2 separate regions of the Drosophila melanogaster genome follow, and region 1 is linked to region 2. The links are chromatin contacts, called in public HiChIP or PLAC-seq maps. All regions are on one chromosome and are shown on one strand. Each heading gives the region's core, a stretch centred on a gene start, on an enhancer-like site or on the middle of the called end of the contact. The rest is flanking DNA. Distances are from core to core; before and after follow the strand shown.

The links. HiChIP or PLAC-seq counts read pairs in DNA pulled down with a chosen protein or histone mark.
Region 1: an H3K27ac HiChIP or PLAC-seq map of the Kc167 cell line shows a contact between it and region 2, with 4 times the contacts expected there. The contact joins the promoter of fkh here to the promoter of CG43125 in region 2. A contact is called at or near these places in 1 of 107 Hi-C or Micro-C datasets (the S2 cell line) and 1 of 6 datasets of contacts at active chromatin or transcription factors (the Kc167 cell line).

The regions. Positions count from the first base shown.
Region 1 is chr3R:28,583,564-28,587,179 of dm6, reverse strand. fkh (fork head) reads left to right here and starts at 1,916. Exons shown (of 1, transcript NM_001300645.1): 1 at 1,916-3,616. The coding sequence starts at 2,627. It overlaps lncRNA:CR43126 (long non-coding RNA:CR43126), which reads right to left and starts at 1,132. Exons shown (of 1, transcript NR_048504.2): 1 at 1-1,132.
Region 2 is chr3R:28,260,987-28,265,132 of dm6, reverse strand. It overlaps CG43125, which reads left to right and starts at 1,511. Exons shown (of 3, transcript NM_001260415.1): 1 at 1,511-1,688; 2 at 1,747-1,792; 3 at 1,846-2,398. The coding sequence starts at 1,511. The coding sequence ends at 2,398. CG43124 reads left to right here and starts at 360. Exons shown (of 3, transcript NM_001260416.2): 1 at 360-572; 2 at 633-678; 3 at 738-1,262. The coding sequence starts at 389. The coding sequence ends at 1,245.

The sequences.
Region 1 (3,616 bases), core at 667-3,166, 320 kb before region 2:
GAACAACAAAAATACCTACCAACCCAACGCCCACACGGCAAACATTAATGAGCCAAAGCCACTTGAATTGCCTGTGAAATACAATAAAAATATTAAATATTTAAGCACATTACGGTTATTAGAAGTGCACATAAGGATTTGAGTACATATGTGCTCAGTCACCGAAAGTGTTTGATGTTTAATGATCATCACGATGGGATATAGATATCCGAGTGGCAAGCCAAACAATGTTAAACAGGTTAAATATTATGAATACCATTGTTGAGCGAAAGATTTTTTCCTGATTCAGTTTCGCTTATCTCTCAATCTTATCTAACCCATGGTTATTGTAAACAATTATTCAAACAATTTGAAGATAATCTTGAATATGATAAAAATATTACTCAGTAGTGCTTTTGTGAAGGGGAAACGGCTCTATATGACATAAGTCATTAGTCATTATAATTACTCGGAAATGGGGCGATCATAAAAATGTGATTTCTCCCACAAGCGAAATGTTTCATTACATTTCATTGATAATTTCAAAAATTCAATGTCTCAGCGCCTAGATGAAGGCTACAAAAAAGTGAGAGGAGAAAGAACTGCTGCATTGACAAATGGAAAAGTAATGCGGAAATTCCCCGCTTTTCCTCCCGCTCAGGTAGATCTTAATTGAGCAAAACATTCATTGAGAAACGAGACAATCGTCCTTTTATGACACGCAATAATGAGCCTGGCTCACACACATACACTCTCACGGATTGGCACACACTCGCACACGGACACACACACACAGGCACTCGCAGATACACTTGGCCAAGCGAAAGGGTTAAGCGGAATAGGAAAGGCGTCTATGGTTTATGGCCCGAAATTAGAATGCGTTTTATCCGGGACCATAAACGTGGATAAATTGCCAGGATACCAGGAAGTAGCTGCCAGCACGCGCTATCAATGAACTGTGGATGCTTATGTTTCGGGTATCTTAGGTAGGATGCAGTGGGATGCTCGGATGAGATGCGGCTGATGCTGGCCAGATGCAGAACTGGGTCACTTTCGCAATGACTTGCCAAAAAGGTGAACTGCGCCGCTGTTCTGATGATTTGCTGCTGCCGCTCGCGATGCCTCGCCACGAATGCGAATGGGAATGAATGAGAGTGACATTGGCATACCTTAACCTCAAAAGGGAAAAAGCGGTACGGATACGAAAAAAAACTGGCTGAAAAAACACACACAGATATTATTAAATGTCTTGTTTGGGAGCCAAACCCAGCCAAGCCAAGCCAGGCCAGGCCAGGCCAAAACACTCGGTCTTTTTGTTTCTCTCGAAAAACAGAGCGTCGTCGCATTCTCAGTCTCCCCAGAGATTCGGTCTCCAGAACCCGTCTTAATGGTTTTTTTTCCACATTTTTTCTTTTTATTTTCTGATAGCACGCTACGGCGAGAAGGAGAGCGAGCGATTATTGATCGCATTAGGGAAAATCGTTAACTGTAACATGGCGTCGCTCAGCATTAGGCTAGGCCACTGCGAATGTATCTGCAGCTGTATGCGTATCCGGTATCTCTGCCCGTGTATCTCTGTCCGCACCGCTGAGGGTGTGTGAGTGGAGGGCGTTGCTGACTGCGGCCTGGCCACGCCCCCCCAATGGCCAGTTGCCTGGCAACCGGCCCTGCTCTGTTGATACAAGAGGCCAACCGACCAATGCGCTTGCGCCGCAGCACCACTGTGTACGTAAGAGAACCGCCGCCTGTCATTGGTAACTCCGCCAGGGTGGTGGTGAGACGCACTATACCGCCGGGCCATTGGCGAGAACGAGTCGGAGCTGGTGCTGCCCGGGCGCGTCGCTGCTGCCGCTGCCGCCGCTGTCGACGCCGACGTCGGCCGAGGCACTTGAGCGCGGCTCGAACAATATTTGTTGGCAGCAAGCGCAAGCCAAATAGTAGACAAGCGTTCCCCTCTGCAAACAGTCACATTCAAGAGCTCAAGCCAAAGAGACACTCGAGCGGACCAGCAGCTAAAGCGGCAACGGCAACAGCAGCATCAGCCAAAGCAGCAAAAGCAAAAGCAGCAGCAGCAAAAGCAGCAGCACAGCACAGCACAACTCCCAGCTTCAGACTTCAGTGGCCAACAGCCAGCTAGATATTCACGTTCGTGCGTCGGTGTTTTGTGGCCGCTCGGTGCGGCAGACAACAAAAATCCCCATACAAAAATACAAAGAAAATACAAAAAGAATCGAATCATAACAGAAAATAAATATATATTTTATATGATTATCCCGCACAAATAATTAAACCACGGTGTGTGTTTACAAACAAAGCTTAGAATCAGAATCAGAATCGCAAACGGAATCAGAACCTTCCAGCCAACAAGTGACAAGTGCCGAAGTGCTCTCGATAAAATGCCAGATATATGCAAACCGATTGAAGCAGTGATAGTGCACTGAAATCACAGTTGATATACAATATATCAGAGTAAAGCCACGTTTTAAAGACCTCCTTTTTGATTTTCGTTTTAACTAACGCGTTGCAGAACGCGTTGCCTTTTCCATCGATCCACCAGAGGGCAGCGCCTCCGAAAGCCGGCAACATAACGGCGCAACTATTGAACAGCTTTCTGAAGGGTAGCCCCCACCAGACCACCATTGACATCATGCAGAAGCTCTACGCGGAGCCGCCTCCGAGCAGTGCTCCGGTGAGCATGGCCAGCTCGGGTGGCGGTGGTCCTCCGTCGGGCGGCGGTGGAGGCGGCGGCGGAGGAGGAGGCGGTGGGCCCCCACCGCCCAGCAATAACAACCCGAATCCGACGAGCAACGGCGGCAGCATGAGTCCCCTGGCTCGATCCGCCTACACAATGAACAGCATGGGCCTGCCGGTGGGTGGCATGTCATCGGTTTCCCCTCAGGCGGCGGCCACATTCAGCTCCAGCGTCCTGGACTCGGCGGCGGCGGTCGCCAGCATGAGCGCCAGCATGAGTGCCAGTATGAGCGCCAGCATGAATGCCAGCATGAACGGCAGCATGGGTGCGGCGGCCATGAACTCAATGGGCGGCAACTGCATGACCCCCAGCTCGATGAGCTACGCCAGCATGGGATCACCGCTCGGGAACATGGGTGGCTGCATGGCCATGTCGGCAGCGAGTATGTCGGCGGCGGGATTGAGCGGCACCTATGGCGCCATGCCGCCGGGATCCCGGGAAATGGAGACGGGATCGCCGAATTCCCTAGGCAGATCGCGGGTGGACAAACCAACTACGTACAGAAGGAGCTACACGCATGCCAAGCCGCCATACAGCTACATCTCACTGATCACCATGGCCATTCAGAATAACCCCACCAGAATGTTGACGCTCTCGGAGATCTATCAGTTCATCATGGATCTGTTTCCGTTCTACAGGCAGAATCAGCAGCGCTGGCAGAACTCCATTCGACATTCGCTGAGCTTCAACGATTGCTTCGTAAAGATTCCCAGGACGCCGGACAAGCCAGGAAAGGGATCGTTTTGGACTCTGCATCCGGATTCGGGGAATATGTTCGAGAACGGGTGCTATTTGCGGCGACAGAAGCGTTTCAAGGACGAGAAGAAGGAGGCCATTAGGCAGCTGCACAAGAGTCCGTCGCACAGCAGCCTGGAGGCCACCAGT
Region 2 (4,146 bases), core at 262-2,761:
GGGAAACTGGGAAAGGGGAGCGGTAGGGGAGAATGGGCAGGATATCGAAGGGACGACACATATGCTGGACCCTGACTGAAATTGAAATTAAAGTCATAATTCATAGCGGACGCGCTGCCTTCAGCGTTCAATTTTGATTCTTGTATGAGACACACGAAGAGAATTCTCCACCGAGTATATACGATAGGGAGTGCATGTGAAAAGTGTAAGCTGATAAGACTTCAGCGAATCAAAAATATGTATACAAATTTAATTACCACAAACACACAAAATGACTAAGCTCCTGCTAAGATTCGTGATAAGCGTCGTTTTAAACACCATATAAAAATAGTACTCAGCTTGCGATTTCAAAATCAGTTGGCAGGCAGTTGAATTGCCGCATGGAACGATGAACACAGCAAGATGGATAGTACTGTGTATCGTTTTGATGTTTTACCAGGGATCTGCCCAGACTCTGGAGGAGGATTGCGTAGACCACATGGAGCGGATTAATGGATCAAGCTATGCTCCCTGGCTGGCTGAAATTCTATCGGATTCTAAAGTAATTTGCGCTGGAGCACTCATAAATAATCGTTAGTATAACACGCGATATGCTTCATCAGACACAAAATAATCAATATATTGTTTCTCAGTTTATGTTCTAACAGCTGCGAGTTGTTTTAAAGAGAATGAAAAACTGTAAGTCCTGTTAAGTTAAAAAAACACCAGAAAAAATATTATCTGCCTTTTTTAAATAGAACTGTTCGCTTGGGCAGTGGCTATTTTGATAAAAGCTACGAAAATTTCCGAGTAACAAAGGCTTACTTTTGGATGACACATTTCCCGGCCAACAATACGAATAATTTGTGTATCTTTCGGTTGCAAACGGAAGTGGAATTTAAGACCCACATTCGACCGATGTGTATCACAAAAAGTCCTAAAAGCCTTGGATTGGCGACCACTTTTGAAATTATCAATGAAAAGCCCAAAATGTGGTACTTTTGTAAAAACATAAAAGGTTTATTCTGTAAATATGTTTTCGGAGAAAATGAAGAAAAATGGCAGTCCAAACCCACTGGAAGTCCTTGGACTGAAACAATCTCAAACGGTCCTTTCAAGGGACTTGTACGATATGGAATCCTGAGCTATCGTGATAACAAAACCTATGATGAGGTTTATATAAATGTTATGTCTCATATTAACTGGATAGCTCAAATCTCGTTAGAGATTGATATAAGTACTCCAGTCAAGAAAAAAGAATATTAAATATTTAATGGAACAGTACTGAGCATTTTTAATTGGTTCCTATTCAACCTAAGCTCGCTATGAAACGGAAATATGAAATAAGAAATTCTCTTTAAGTACTGTCTCATATTTATGCATAAATTATTTGTTGTAGATTTAATCTTTCAGTTAATTAAACGTTCTGATCGCTCATAAGAACAAACATAAAAGCGAAATGGGTAGCGCCAGCTCAATTGAAGATTGCTTTTAATCGCTATTATTTGGAAGTATATTTTAGTTTAAGACAATGAGTGCGACACTCCGGTTGGCGGTATTTGCTCTGCTGCTGTTTTACCAGGGATCAGCATTATTTTTAGAGCAGAATTGCGGGAAAAGTTCTGTATTTAGTCCCGCTCCATGGCTGGTCAAAATTCGACCAGAACTAAGTTCGAATATTACGTGTACTGGCACGCTTATCAACGAACGTAGGTGTTAAAATACAATTTTATTAAAATTTTTTTAACAACGTTGCTGATTTTATAGGGTTTGTCTTGACCGCTGCGAGCTGCATAGATTACCAAACTGAACTGTATGTAATAATAGAACAAACACTATACTGTATTCATTATTTGCCCTTCACAGCATCGTTCGCTTGGGAGAGATTGACGGAACCCTTCAAAACAGCAGTAAACTTCAGTATGAAGAAATATATGTTGCGAGGGCGCTCATACATAGGTCATATTCCTCAGAGAGCCATCAGTATAATATAGCTTTGCTCAGATTGAAAACAAGTGTTGTATACAAAAAAAATATACAGCCGATATGCATTGATGTAAACGTGGGTAAAGTACCAAAAGCTCCTACCTTTGAGATTGAAAAGAAAAAAAATGAAGAGCCTAAAAAGAACAAAGCTGGCATCATGAAACGTTTTTTAAATTGGTTTCTCTCCCTGTTTGGAGTTCGTGAACCACGACCCGATGTCATTTTACCCCCCCAACCCATTGCAGTTGGGTGGCCACTCACCAAACAAATTAACGAGTCTGCACTATTTCACCAATATGGCATTCTGAGCCATCGTAATTCCGAGTCAAAGAAGGACGTCTATACCGATGTGATGGCCTACGTCAATTGGATAACACCGCTCGCACTTGATGTGCATATAACCATGGCCCCAAATACAGATTTTGATTTTTAAATTTAAAATACAAAATAGTTAACTTTTACTTCTGTGTAATGTTCAGTTCTAATATTGCTATTGGCCGCTGTCACTTTACTTCTTCATTGTATTTAATATGCTTCTATGAGCTCTGACCATTGGTGGAGATGGCTAGTCTCGCCCCCAGACTGGCCCCGAACCAACTCCACCAGGATATTCCCATGTGGTAAGGTCCTTTTTTCTATTTCTTGTCTGTCCAGGAATCAGCTAGTATGTGTGCTATAAAATCACCATCATACTCATCTCTGAATGTTGACAGTTTTTGCATTCCTCTGGGAATGGTTGCTTGGATTTGGGTTGTTACTAAGGCTTATGAGTTATCAGCCCATCCCCTAATCATATGTGTTTCCTTGACCTTTACTTGCCATTTATATGGTTTACTATGAATAGTTAAATAGGTCCAACTTTAAGTAAGATTAGTAGTGAATATAAATTAGAACGACTGATAAGGTTTTTGAATTTTAATATATTTATTTATTTAATATGTCGAAAGCTATTTACCTATAAACTCAAACTATTAAGACATTTGATTGCAAATCGATGGATTTTAATTCAACGTTTATTAAATTTCCACTATATCGTTGACCGCAGATGATTCTAAAAGTGTTAAAATGTTACCGCTGAAAACTCAATTTATTTTATCACACATCCCCACATACTATAGTCCTTTTTCGAAATTCAAAAATCGTTGCTCCATACACGGCCATCGACATTTTATCCAATTACAAATAGCCCTTTGACTTTAAAATAAAAAATATCGTTATGGAATTGGGGCAAATAAGCTGAACATGAGACACATAAATTGCCTGGAGGTCCTAAATCTGCATTCCAATTTGGGGACCTTTGCGCCCTCGTGTATGTCACATTGTTTTTTAAATATTGGCACAAAATCAAATTATCTGCTATTTGTCAATAAATTACTACGGACAAAGGCGCAACTTTATTAAAATTCACCACAAAACGTTGCAGTTTCCGGTTTCAATTACGCCATAAATTTTCGGTTCTACACACCCGCACTTGGGGGCGGTCGGTCATTCGATGACATAGAGCCCATATTGAAATTTAAAGCCCCGCTGGCAACCTGTCGCAATTTACAACCCCTGTCCTTCCCGAATCGACTCAGTCATCCCTTCTCCGGTGGACCAGTCCAATGCCCAAGCTCCAACCGTTTCACAAAACACGAAATATGAGCCAATATAAAAGCAATAAAGCACGACATGCAAATAGAGCAATATGAAATCTGCCTAAACTGAGAGTAAGCCCTTGGAACAGTGAAGCCACAACACAGAAACAAATATTTAAAAAAAAGAACTCCTAAGCTAGAACATTTTTAAGTAATTAAGAAGATGCATGCTTGCATTAGATGTGCCATATACTTACCTTTCTTCTTACAAAGTATTAGTATCTTTAAGATGAAAGTGCAATACTAATATAGAACTTAACCCCTTTTCGTAGTGCACTCACGGCCTGCTTGTCTGGCTTTATGAATTATTGTAATGGCCGCCAAATGAAATTATAAATTTCATTGGCCAAGAAACTGGCACAGATCAAACGACGACAGCGTGCGGCCATAAACATTAATAACCAATATGCCAGCAGGCAGAAGGCAGGACTCGCAGGAAGATTCGCAGGACCCGGAGGACCAGGTAAAGACAGGCGTGTGAAGCGCATAAACAAGCCGCACAGGATTGCAGCGAAGAAAGGCCAGATCCTAGCAGTTTTCCCTG